2 separate regions of the Xenopus tropicalis genome follow, and region 1 is linked to region 2. A link is a contact called in public Hi-C data. All regions are on one chromosome and are shown on one strand. Each heading gives the region's core, a stretch centred on a gene start, on an enhancer-like site or on the middle of the called end of the contact. The rest is flanking DNA. Distances are from core to core; before and after follow the strand shown.

What was found. Hi-C and Micro-C count contacts between places; a contact is called where the count stands out from the background.
Region 1: a Hi-C map of neurula embryo shows a contact between it and region 2, with 2.7 times the contacts expected there. The contact joins two enhancer-like sites. A contact is called at or near these places in 3 of 5 Hi-C or Micro-C datasets (brain, gastrula embryo and neurula embryo).

What each region holds. Positions count from the first base shown.
Region 1 is chr5:36,908,519-36,915,487 of UCB_Xtro_10.0, reverse strand. It overlaps cfap61 (cilia and flagella associated protein 61), which reads left to right. Exons shown (of 27, transcript NM_001079044.1): 8 at 412-565. Among named protein-coding and RNA genes, the nearest start is that of cfap61, 16 kb to the left of the region's middle. Within about 2 kb of position 1,962, at least 1 of the 11 cell types and tissues checked has an H3K27ac peak or open chromatin away from gene starts, as enhancers often do. A contact at or near this core is called in neurula embryo, where this site is marked.
Region 2 is chr5:36,779,139-36,786,278 of UCB_Xtro_10.0, reverse strand. It overlaps cfap61 (cilia and flagella associated protein 61), which reads left to right. Exons shown (of 27, transcript NM_001079044.1): 27 at 393-770. The coding sequence ends at 593. Among named protein-coding and RNA genes, the nearest start is that of insm1, 6.5 kb to the right of the region's middle. Within about 2 kb of position 3,503, at least 4 of the 11 cell types and tissues checked have an H3K27ac peak or open chromatin away from gene starts, as enhancers often do. A contact at or near this core is called in neurula embryo, where this site is marked.

The DNA.
Region 1 (6,969 bases), core at 713-3,212, 130 kb before region 2:
TCATAAGAGGCAGGAGAGGTACACTGATGCTCAGCATAACTGCAAGAAAGAGCAGATACTTTCAATGAATAGCATCAGTAGCTATTGTGTGTATTCTGTGCCCATTTTAGCATGCCCACTTTTGCACTTGTCTTAAATGAGGTTTCACTTATCTGTGTCGGCATTAAGGCATAAATGTCATGTTCTGGATCTATATTACTTGAAAATATATTCTTTTCCTGCATTGTGAAGAAAATATACTATTTACATATGTGTGCATGTGTATTTAATACATAAATATTCACCTGTTATAAAATGCTGTGTATGTTTGCTACTGTTTAGCATTGTGAATAATAAAGAAAGTAAATCTGTTTGAGGTGAGGCATTATAGAGTTTTTTGGAAAAAAAAGTATTTTATGTATCTTTTTGCAGGATAAGGGCAAAGCTGTGGGCTTTATGAGTGTGAGTTCTGAGATTAACGCCAGACTGCTGCAGAGCTGCTTCGACTTGGGGCCTTTTCATGGACTGTGCAAGCCACATCCTGATGATATTTTATATGCAAGTGAAAAAACAAGCATTGAGAAAGGTATGGTCGCTTTATATCACTAACCTAAGAGAAAAATCATATAACCGCATTTATATGCAAATGTTACAGTTAGGGGATGACCAAACTACAAATTTACTGTATGACCTCTACATTGTACTGTGCTTCTTTATTTGAATGATTGATCCTATGGAGATCAGATTTTGTAGGATCCTATAAAATCTTGTGCTGTTGCATGATGTTGTGTGCTGCTGCATGAAGAGTCAGATTAAATCTGTCGCACAAAATTTAATGAAAAACGCTTGTGGGTTTTAACCCTTATACAGGGCTTTGCTGGATGAACTTGTCACCTGTGCTGTCCCAGGCTTACACTTTTGCACCCTAACCTCACCCACACACCCATGGATCCCAAAAGCTAGGGAATCCCTTGTTCTAATAGTGATTAGCAAATAATTAGCAATTAATCTGAAAGACCGTAAAAGCAGTGGGTATCGCAGATGTAATCACTGGTGTCTTTCACTGTATTTTTATGCCACTCTCCGTCCATCTTTAGAGTCATTTTTTTAGAGCCCACAGCATGAATTTGGGGTCAAGCACATAAAAAGCTTTATACAATTTGAAACATTAGTTCCTTCTTTACTATCAATATTGGAAGACAATGCACCTGACTTTTTTGTAAACTTCTAAATGACTTACTCCCAACAGAGATGGGCATTTGAGTAGATGGTACTGAACCTACCATAAACATGGAAGGAAAGAGCATGCATGCATGCTATAGTTGAACAGAAAACAACACCAACGGAAAAGTAGTGGCAACAAACATGGAGAGGCTCAGACATAAAAGCGAGTTGGTAGCTCTTTTATAGATGCTTGTTGATGAGTTTATAATGTGTTTGTTTTGCACACCATCTAGCTGCTGATTTTCCCCAAAGGAATTATAAGGCACTAATGAATATCGGTGCAATCAGTTCTCAAACCAAAGGATTTGCATGCAATACCACTGCCCTCTGTTCACTGTGTGCACAAAAGTAACAACAAAAATCCTGATGAGAATTATTTTTATTGCATTGGGAAGGAAAAGCCTGGATAAAATAAACTGGACACAGAGAGCCTTATAAATGCATATATACAAGTGGTTTATCTAAAGCAAAACATCTTATCTGTAAAAGGAAACCCACTGATTTCTAGGAAGGCCATCATAGTTATTTTATATTCAATTTGGAGCAATGTCTTTGTGGCAGAATTACTCCATCTTACTTTTTTTTTACATATCACCTTCAATTTGTTTAAAACAGGGTGTCAATTATAGGAACTACTTAACACAGCCATGCCTCAATTATTCCTTTCTCCGCTTTTTAGTAACGGAGCACAATGGACCAACAGCTGCAAAATAGACAGGCAAAGCCTCCTCAGATAAAGCTCTTTTTGTTTTCTTTGTGGAGCACCAGAGCCAAAAGACACAAAACACGCAGCCATGGTTGCTTCTACTGTATGCAGGCTATTGTGATGGAAAGAGTGACGGAATTCTCCTCTACTTATTTATAGTTCACTATCAATTAATTTTTTATGTAATATTCCACAGAAAATGGCCTTAGTTTAAAAGCATTCTAATGCCGATGGGAGCAAGCCGTTACATTCAGCACACACTGATAACTGATATATCAAGCCGGCTAAGCAGAGCCCTGGCAATACATCAGAGCCCCTCTCATGTAATAGCAAGTGCTAATGGTCTAGGGACACTTCTGATGGTGCTTTTGAATCTGCAGCATATTAAAAGGGCATTATACTGACCAGCCATTGATTTGGAAACCAATAAATGTCTTGAATGGATGTCTTATATGTAAGCAGAACAAGGACAGTTCCCTGATTGGTATGAAAGGCAAGTAAGCATGATCCCACTTTCATAATGAAATGGCCAGTGGGGGAAGAGTTTCGCTGGATAATAATACTATTTATGCAGCTATACATACAACAAGGCCCTCTTCAGATTTTAAGGATTTTGTAAACTGTGTTCATGCATACTCCATCTCAGACTTAAAATGGTTTCCTCAACTGTGCTTTTGTATTATTGTCTGCACTTGGTGAATTGGACCTGCAGTACAAAATGGTTGGAAGCTCCTTTTCCACATATAGAAATTCTCTGTAAATTACCCCTACTTGCTCCTATAATTAATATATTAATCACTTAAATCTATACATGGCATTAATAACACCTCAAGTACAGTTTTAATGTCATGCATTGAGAGCTAATTGAGCACTTATGTAAATTTTAAAGTGTGTTATACAAATAGTATTACATCACCATACTATTTGTATAATACACTTATGTGACATTTATGTGAGTGCTATCCACTTGAAAGTTACTTCTATATGTGGAGGAAGCAGTTTTTGGGAACAGAGTGCTGTACAGATAGATTGCTTTATACACACACACACGCACACACACGCACACACACAGACATATATATAAAATACAGGTATGGGACCTGTTATGCAGAATGCTTGGGACCTGGGGTTTTCCATATAAGGGGGTCTTTCAATAATTTGGATCTTCATACCTTAAGGGGCAGATTTATCAAAATGTGAGTTTAGAGCTTAATACATAAAAACTCACCCACATTCTATTCATTCCTATGAGATTTTTAGAAGTGTATTTATCAATGGGTGAAAGTTAGTACTCACTATTTGATAAATACGCTTCTAAAAATCCCATAGGAATGAATAGAACATGGGTGAGTTTTTATGTATTAAGCTCCAGATTCCAAATTTCGCTAAATCTGCCCCTAAGTCTACTAAAAAATTATTTATACAGTGATTAAACCCAGAATGATTATTTTGCCTCCAATAAGGATCAATTAATCGAAGTTGGTCTCAAGTACAAGGTACTGTCTTATTATTACAGAGAAAAAAGGAAATCATTTTTAAAAATTATTTTAATATGGGGTCCATGGGAGATGGCTTTTCCATAATTTGGAACTTTCTGGATAACAGGTTTCTGGATAACAGGTACCATACCATACAAAAGCTATGAAAAGTCCTGAAAATGATATGCTTATAAATGGTGCCTAGGGATGTCACCAGTTATAATCAGTGCATAATGATGTAAATTATGTCACATGACTCTTTGAAACTTGTGTATTATAATAAATTATGTATCCCTTGTTATAAAACACGAGTATATTAGAAGTCACCTTGCAGTTCCATGACCTGTATAAAAGCACTAGGTCTCATGCTTTTATATGATCATGGAACATGGTAACATACAGGAGTCAAACCAAGCTCTCTAAGCCCTACCCCTAAAGGTGTATCTCATAATTTCTTATTAGAGGAAAAAAAAAGTCACTGAGAAAGCTGTCAGTTCCAGAAAGACTCACTTTAGCAGAAAGATCCTAACAGGGTTTCTTCTTGGAAAGCTTAAAGGGTGCTTTATGATAATCGAACTAAAAATCCCCAAATAAAACATTCCCATGATGAATTATGCGTTATCTCAATGTTTTTTCCCCTTTCAGTGGCTTCATTTCCCTAATCTCAGCACTGTCCACAGGTAGTCATTGTTTTCCTCTTAGAAATCCATGTTGAATGACAACAAGAAGTAATTAGGCAAAAATCAATTGTAACTATATTGTCGATATGCCATTTACGCCTGGAGATAATTATGGTTATTTAGAGGCTACTCGATGTGAGGTCAGGAATTAGTTTGTTCAAAATACTGTTTTCCAAGTCATTCAAAAGATTTTCCTTTAGGTAACACACTGAGCCATCTTTGGGCCCCGCTGATAATTTCCTCCCTGAAAGAGCTGCCTTTTTTCTCTTTTCTCCAAGCAGATTTTAATATTCTCCTTATTAAACGTGTGACTCATTCATTATTTGCTTTCTGCTTTCATGACAAATAAAACTGACAATAAAACTAAAATGCTAATTAGCTAATTACAGAGCAGCATTTAGTGCTTGTTTTTCCTTGTGCAGTAGATTCCACATTTTATGATCACGTGTGCGGTCCTTAAAGGGTAAGTAAACCTTTAAAATAAGTGAATGTAAAATTGATGAGTGCTATTCTAAGATTTTTTGCAAATTACATTAATTATTTTTTCTTAGATATTAATATTGATGGAAATATACACTACAATTATAGGATCCATTACCCAGAAATCCTTTATCCGTTACTGAATTACGTGACTCAATTTAATGAATAATTTCAATTTTTAAATCTGATTTTCTTTTTCCCTGTAATAATAAAACAGTACCTTGTACTTGATCTCAACTATAGCAGACTTAAGGAGGTCCAAATTAGAGAAAGGTTATTCAGAAAACCCAGAGTATTCTCGATAACAGGTTCCATTCCTTTATTAATATTAGCACCACTTGCTGGTTAGTTTCCAATTGTGATCCAGTCAAGGACTGTCAGATCCAGTCAGAAGAAAGAAGGGCTGTTGTGATGTTTTTCTGTTTAGAAAAGACATGAGGAAAGTTATTGTTTTTAATGTGTTTCTTAACAGAGGAACATTACAACAGGTCCATTTTATTTCCTTCTGGCAAGTTCTTCGACTGAATCACGGTTGGAAACATACCAGAAGGTGGCGCTTTTGTAACAAAATTCATAAATATTAAAAGTACATGTTTAACTAAATATCTTGTACAGGTATGGGATCCCTTATCCGGAAACACATTATCCAGAAAACTCAGAATTACGGAAAACCCGTCTCCCATGATTTCCCTTTTCTCTGTAATAATAAAACAGTATCTTGTAATTGATCCCAACTAAGATATAAATAATCCTTATTGGGGGCAGAACAGTCCTATTGGGTTTAATTAATGTTTTATTGATTTTTTAGGAGACTTAAGGTATGGAGATCCAAATTATGGAAAGACCCCTTATACAGAATACCCTTGGTCTCGAGCATTCTGGATAACGAGTCCTATACCTGTATCTTAAAAAAATAATGAATTTTAAATTGCAAAAAAGCTTACAATAGCGCTTACTTTACTTACACTTTACTTACACTTACTAAGGGTTTTCTTACTTTTAAAAGAAAAAAAATATATATATATAGATTGATCCACTGTGTATTTAAGGTAAAGTTCACCATTAAATGAATCTGTAGTATGAAAAATGTGAATTAATTCTTCTAGGGGTCATTTAATTACCATACTGCAGTGGCAGTAAAAATCCCATTCATTCAGGGGTAGACTGGGGGGTGCAGGGCCCACCAGGGCTTCTGCCTCAGGGGCCCCTGCACCCCCATATTCTTCACCCCCCACCACCGGCTAATCCCGCCACCTCAGCGTGTGTACCTACAGCACGTCTGTGGAGGGAGACCGGCGGCTCGGTGGGGCACCCTGTGGGCATCAGGTCTGGGCCACTGGGGCCCACTGGCTTTTTTCCCGGTGCCCCAGCAGCCCAGTCTGACCCTGCATTCCTTAAAGGTACTTGTGTTACCATAAACTTATTGCACTTCCCTGTAGTTGCGCTTGGTGCCACTGCCTTCCTCCTGTTCCAAATTTAGTGCAGTTGCTTCTGTTAATGCAAGGGAACCCTTAAATTTTTTGGGTAGCAACCATATTAATGATTATAAATATTAAGATGAAATAAATATGAAGGTGAAATAAATATATAAAATCAAACTGAGAAATCCTGAATGATTTCCCAATTTTTCTATATTTTCCCTATTTATCAAAAGTTTCCTGATTGTTAGCAGCATTTACCTGACTGCAAAGGGGTTTATCAAAACTGATGTTTATCAGAATGTGTGGTCATAAACCGACTGAGTTGGCAGCTTATTGTTCCATGTATGGATCCCACCAATGGGCCTGCCTGACCGATATCTGCCAAAAATTGTACAGATATTAATTGGGAAGGTTTGTTTTTCCCATTCAACAAGAACCATATCAGCATGTCAATGCAGTTCTCATCCTGTAGGCCCTCTGTATGATCTGATTGGTGGCCCAGAGGATCAGCTGTAATTGGCCCAGTTTGTGGATGGCTGGCAGTGTATGACCAGCTTACACTATTCTGTTAGATGGAAGGCTAATGAGCTGATTTATCAAAATTCAAGTTTGAATCTATTTCACAAATTGAACTCGCTGAAAAAACACTAACACGAATATACTCTTAAGAATATTATTATTAACATTTATTTATAAAGCGCCAACATATTCCGCAACGCTGTACAATAAGTGGGTGCTTAAGTTCCACAAATAGTCGGTAGCCTATCAATGAAAAGTCGCTAGGAAAACTCCCGTATGTAAAGCTGGCAAGGTTCAATAGAAGTCAAAGAGAATTGTCTTTAACAACTTTATTTATTTTCCCAGTATATTAAAACATTTAAGCTTTTTAGCCTCATTGAAAATGAATGGAACAATGTGATTCTTTTTTTCTCAGACAAAATTCACACAGGAATATTCTGTTTAATTTTTTCTAAAATAAGCTAGCATTTAAAAAGTAAAGT
Region 2 (7,140 bases), core at 2,254-4,753:
TTTATATTGCAAGTAAGCACTATGGCATCTCCATCTTGTATTAATAAGTAGATACACTGCAATAAAAAGAGGCAATATATCCCTTATTCCTTGCATGTGACCTCTGCAGGCCTGGATTGGGATTCCATATAGGCCCTGGCATTTCAAGTACACAGAAGCCCAAACAGACTCATTGGCCCAATAAATAATGAGTGTCTATGGCATCTTACAGCAGCCCCTCTGGCATTTGCCACAATACATAGATTGCCAGTCCGGGCCTGGACCCCTCCCTCCCTTTAAATGAGCGCAGTTCTAGCCTTTCTGGCAGCTCAGGGGTTAAGCAGCCTATTTGCTTTCGTAATCTCCCATTGTATCCGCTCCTTAATGTGAATGTGGATGCTGCTGTTTTGTAGGGTGAAGGACGGCCCAGTATGAAGCAGCTGGCTCAGCAAATAGCAGATGATGAGCTGAACCTGAAGGAGCAGCCGAGACAATATTTGAAGAGAATCCTGGAGGAAAATGGCCACAAGAAGGAAATAGAGAGGAAAATCCTGAATTATCTGAACTACAACAGCAACCACCTGTCCATGTTTGCAAGGCCTGGAATGATTTAGTCCCTGTGACGTTCTACAGTACATCACCCAATGCTTTATACCTGAGCCTGCACTGCACATGCTGTCCTGTAGGGGGCCACTGAGCCACCAAAACAACACCAATACATTCATTTCATGCAAAATTGTTTTTTCCTTTTTATTTTATTCATTTACAATAAAATGTTATTTTGTCCTGCATGGAGATGACCTGTTAATATAACAGTCATGGTGTAGCTAGTGAATTGCACTTTTGTGTTTTTAAAGTTTTTGGTGGGATGGTTACACCACAAGGGACACCATAACAAATAGGAAAATGTAAGGTTAAGTCATTACTTTTATTTGCTGACTGATTTAATGCATCTCTTCATTAGAAGACATATATGGAACTGAAGTAAAAAAACTGGAACACCCTTTATATATCTCATGTCTTTGTCTACATTGTGTTCTTCATTGTACCGTGTGTTTGCCCTCATTTGCCCCATTTGCTAAATCACTGGTTCTGAACCTTTTTCTTGTGGGACTAAATTATCAGTAAATGAGTTTTGCAAGTTGAATGCTGGTTTAGAACTTGAGTTCACGCTCCTGGTACATCCCAGGTTAGGGCTGGAGCTGATATTACAAATGAACTCCAAACATATTTGCTAGAAAATGTGCAACCCGTCCCCCACTTCCTCATTGTTCCATAGATCACAACCCTCAGGCCCTCGACACTACTGGGCTTCCCAGCAACTGCAGGGTCTGCTTCCTCTGTAGTTACACTCCTGCTCAGTGACATTTCTGTGCACTTCATTTGAGGGGGTAAGGTGACTGGGTAAAAAAGGTTTAAATATGGGTGACTCACAAAAAAATTGTTCATATATCTGTTGTACCTCCCCTGGACCAATTCCTATCTGCCCCAATACAAGCTCCCATCTCAGTTCCCCACTGCCCCATTGCCTGGAGCACTGTCTGGCTGATAACAAAAGGTGGCAACCAGGCCTGGACTGAGGTTCAAAACAGGCCCTGGCATTTCAAGTACACAGAGGCCCAAAAGCCCCTCACAGGCCCAATAAATAGTGACTGCCTATGGAATCTTACAGCAGCCCCTCTGGCATTTGCCAGAATCCACAGATTGCCAGTCTGGGCCTGGTGGCAACCCTGTTAAGAGGCCATGTAGCTCATTCTAATTACTATTTTCTGCTTTAGGAAAAAAGTGCACAATATTAAAGGGGATCATAGCGATTCACCCTAAAAACATGAGAAGTCATACTTGGCTCCCAACCCACATGTTAATAATTTAAGGGAAAATGTATGATAGTAAAGTTCCTGTGCCGTATAGGAGAGAAAGAGGGAGCTTCCTGTAGATGGCGGAGGAGCACATAGAGCGAGAGTCACTTACCTTCCTAAATAAGGCAGAGCAGATGGAGTATCCCGCTAATCAGTGGGGGGCTTCCCTGTAACATGTTAGCGTTTGCTTACTCACTAATGCAGGTACATGTACTGACACTGTGTGCATCTGATTGTGTTGCCATAGTGTGGCCTCCGATGTTGCAGGTAGTCTCTTGCTTTATGACTTTCCCTGCCGTTGCTGTTTTTATCTTTGTTGAAGGGAAGGATTTTTTGCTCAGTATTTCTGTTGTTGGAGAAAGACAAAAATGCCAGGTAATTACAGACTGGGGGGGGGGGGGGGGGCAGAATTGCTGAGCGTGTAGAAAGGCATCAATGTGCAATACAGAGAAATCAATAAACCCACAGGTCTGGGTAAAGGGCATCACAGGAGCCATCAGGGGAGCTGCACTGCTGTCTGCCATCTCTGATCCCCAGGGCAGTGCCACTTAGGCACAATAGATACAGCAAGGCACGGAGGCCTTTTTGTCACCAACCTAGTGACACCACTCAAAGGGAGCAATTAGCTATTGCTGAATGTACCAGCCTGTGCTCATTGGTTGCTTATTTAGGATAGGAAACTCCACTTAAATCGGAATCCACCTGTATTACAAGTATACTGTACATCCGATTAACAGACCTGTAGCACGCAATGCATTGTGGGAATTGGAATCTTGGGGTGCAGCAGAGCTGGTTTCTTTTACATTGTTTTAAGAGTGGGAAGTGGCACTGCAGGAAGGGATAAACAAACACTGCTTTTAATTGCAATTACATTTACAAAGAAGTTTACACAGAAGTTTACAAGAGAAGCTGTACACTCAGCACCCAAATTCACCCGCTAAACACCAAGCACCCAAATTCACCCGCTAAACACCAAGCACCCTAATTTACCCACTACACATCCAGCACCCTTATTCACCTGCTAAATACCCAGCATTTAGCATTTATCCCCAGCAGATATTGCACTGCTATTCCAAGCATCACTATGACTGCCCGGGGATGTGGGAGCTGTAATTCAGCAACAGGAAATCAGGCTGAACATCTCAGGGTTAAGTATTTTTCCACTCAGACTAAGGGGTTGCCCATAGGGTTGCCATTTGGCCAGTATTTTACCAACCTGGCTGGTAAAAATGATGCTTGATCTCCAATGTATTAAAAGGAGAGAAAAATAAATATAACGGAAGGGCGTTTTGTTCCAGAAAAGGTGGCAACCCACTTGTCCAGGGCCCCATCTTACCAATTTTTGGCCCTCCCTCCTGTACCCAGAATATAGCAGAGAGCTGCCAGGAGTCAGCTATGCAGGGCAGGTACAGTTCATGCCATAGCCCCATGATGAATGAGGATATGGAATGATTTGCTTTGTGAGTATCCCGGAGAGGAGGGGAAGGCAAGGTAACCATATGCACAGAGATGCTGATTTCCTTGCCGGCTGCCTGAGAGCTCAAGTGCTGATAAGGTTGGATAAAGTGTACATTGCTTAGGGGAGAATGGGGTGGGGGGAGCGTAGGCCTAACCTGCAGCTGTATGCTAATGGGAGAAATCCACTGCCTTCATCATTAAACAAGGAGGCACTGGGAGCACACATCACTGAGCAAACACAGAGTGCTGAGCAGGCACTGCACTCCAATAGCGCCCATGTACAAACAGCCGGGCAGCAGAACAAGAGCCACAGATCAGGTCACCAGCAGAAAGTGTGTCTCTATGTGGCCCCTTCTGAACTGCCATTGTTCCATCTCCCATTTCCATAGTGACTGAGAGCAAGTAAGGGATCTAAACTGGGAAACCTGGGCAACCTGTCCTTTCCATAAGAATAATAGGCACTTTGACACCCCCCCAACCAGCCCTGCTGCTGCTGTACATAGTGATTATCCTGCCTACTATAAGGATATTGTCCTGCCTGCTGCCCCCTCAGTCACTGGGCAATAACTCCTGCCCAGGATTGCGCTATCATTCCTGTATCATTACTGGCATTATCTGCCTTGGGGGGTAGCTTGGCACTCGCCTTGCTTTCAGCTGCTGCTGGATCTGCTTTGGCACAGTACAAACACACTGGAGAGAATTAACATTAGGAACCAGATATACAGTACAAATATTATATCTGTTCTTTATTCTATTATAGAGCAAGTTTTAGTTCATCCCATGATAGAACCCTTTTCCTTAAATCACTGATTAGCTAAAGGGAGCCCTGTATAGCAGCACCCTCGGCTACAAGGCATCACTCACAATACACACAAACATATATATATTGTATACAGAAAATATATATCTGTTATAATTCTATGGGAGGGCTGTTTTGGGTAACCTGGCATTGGATTTTTGGGCTACTTTCAAATGTGGTTTTCAAAGTGCTGGAAAGAATCCCATGTGCCATTACTCTGAAAGGTTTTATAGAAGGATAAAGTGAGGGAACCTGCTGAACTGCACCCAGGCGCTGTGCCCCTTGAGACATGCATGCCAGCAGATAATGTGAGCTCCTGGTATCTAAATGTCATGAATATGTCACAGAATCCCATTTTTTTATTGGGCCCTTACTCACCATAGTTTAAAGCCACAGATCATTATAACATGGAACTTTCCAAAATATTTTTCATCATTAAATCCCCCTTCTTTTCTTTGCCCTCCAAACCTTGACTTTATTTAGTCTCAGAATGAGGTATCCCCCCCCCCCCCCCCAAGCAGCTTCCTTTCTCTCGCTCCTTCATTCCTTCCTATTATGGATGTAATTATTTAACGGGAGATCCATACCAGCTTTATGCTAATGGGCAGAACAAAGGGTGGGGGTCTGGGGAGGGGTGGAAGGTGAATAGAAGGAGAATTGAAAGGAGGGAGGAAGCTTTTGGGTGAAAGTGCAAGGGGGAGACTATGTTTGGGGATGATTGTGTGAGGCTATGTGTGGGTGTGTCACACTCCAGTCTTTATATACAGTACATTCATTTGTAGAAGAAAAATCAGCACAACTCTCCATGATTTTTTACCCACAGAGCAGAAGTTGTTCCCAGAATTCCTAACTGTACCCACCAGGCAGGAACTGGGATTCAAGTCTAATCCCCCATGGAGAGAGGTAACCTCTCCGAAATGCCTTTCCGCCCGCAAAAAAGTGAATTGCCAATGGAAAAGCAAATGCGTCACTACGTTTTTCCAAAGTCGCGCAAAGTTTTCTCCTGCAGGCAACTTCCCGCAACTTCAGAAAAGGAAGAGACGCTTATGCCTTTCCACCAGCGAATCACTTTGTTGTGGGTAGAAAGGCATTTCTGAGAGATTAGTTACCTGCCCTAGCAGAGATTTACCTCCATGGGGCATTAGTCTAAAATAGGCCCTGGCATTTTAAGTACACAAAGGCCCAAACAGCCCCCCCCCCAGCCCAATAAATAGTGAGTGTCTATGGAATCTTACAGCAGCCCCTCTGGCATTTGCCAGAACCCACAGATTGCCATTGTGGGCCTGATGCTTTGTTAGGCCTCTCATGGGCACGTACCTTTCAGCTGCACTCAGTTTGACTGGCACAACACAGAACACTTGTAGTCACATTTCTAGTAACCCTGCTTTCTAGTGACCAGTTTGTGTTGTACTACTTGACAGTGAAACTTTGATACCTTTATTAAGTTACCTCCCACCCCCCCCCCCATGGCCTTGTGTGGAACAGCTCCAAATCAGTGGCAAATGTGAAATTCTGTTTGGCCGAAATATGGTGACATTATTTAGGGACCCCAATGAGCCTCCTGTTCCCCTACAGACCCCAGCAGTGTGTATAAAGGTGCCCATACAGGGCAGCTTATCTGCCCATGTACCCCCGACAGGCCTACCCTACCGATACCTGCGCTAAAATGCCCAGATCTCTGTCAGGTTTGATTTTCTTGTCAGATCAGGGACCACATTGGCTCGTTGATGTGGTCCTTGGTCTGATGGCCCATATACCCCCAGTTTTTATTCAATTGTTTGGCCCTAGGGCCACCTGATCAAATTAGTCTGATATTGCCCACCTTAGCTGGGCATATAATAATAGATAATCTATATTGTCATTGTCACTAAAAACGAGATCCATTTGTTTGGTCACCAAATGAGTGTATCTTACCATGCATGGCCACCTTAGTGTGCCTGTGTGTATCTGTATACATGACGCTTGTGTCTGTTCACATATGATGTGTGTGTGTTGGCTGCTATATACTATATTGTGGAGGGGTTTGGGATTACAGATGGCTGTGATTGATGTAGCTCTAGGCTGGAACGCATGTCACCATATTGCTCCCGATAGCTGGGGGCACTAAAGCCTACAGCTGCTGCAGAGATGCTTAGAGTCACACCTGCCAATCACTCTTGTGTTCCAGTCAAACAGTGGCTGCAGCTGCCAGATCTGTGTGCCCACAGGCTTTGCTTTAGCTGAGGCAAAACTGCCTATACAGTGTCCATTACTGCCAGTAGCACTGACACCGAGATACACTGACTGTACATGGGTCACTTTGGGGTTTTGGGTGAATTCACAGGGAACCAGAGAGGCCTTCAAGCTGCACTCTGGGAATGATGCCCTGTTGTTATTAACATCTGAGTACTGTAAGTATTGGAAGTGACAGAGGCCCTGATTAACCCTGTATGCCAGCTCTCTGATACACAAAATGGCTATGAGCTGTAGGTCAGTAACAGCAGGGGGGCCTGGGCCCCAGTACAAAGGTATTCCTTCCCATACCAGGAATGAAAGTGCTGAGTGTTTGGGCAGGAGAGAAGGAAATAGTTACATTGTCAGCACTGATTGTATATGTGTGTAGGGGTATCTGTGGGATGTCAGGCCAGGCTGCTGCTGCTACTTTGTGGCATGTTCCCCAGACAGACACAACAATCGCTAATTCCTTCAAACACAAAAGCCTCACTTCCCCCGGCACTGGGGTCAAACACTACACAAACAAGCCATTCTCTGGCAGCAGCCTGACAATAGGGCCCGGCATCTCCGAGAGGCAGCACACTTCTCTGCCACAATCAGGGATAAGACAAAGGCCACAAGGAGAATCGGCCTCCAGCTTGTTATTGATCACAACGGAAAGATGCGGCAGGGCAGACAAAAAGATAGGACAGCTGTCAGGCTCATCCAGAATAATGCTCCGCATTCAGCAAGCTGCGCAGCGCAGTCACAATGCTCCATGGAACCGGGTCAAATTGCTCTGCTGCCACTTCTCTCCCCTCATTTGCCAAACACTGACTTCCATAATAATAG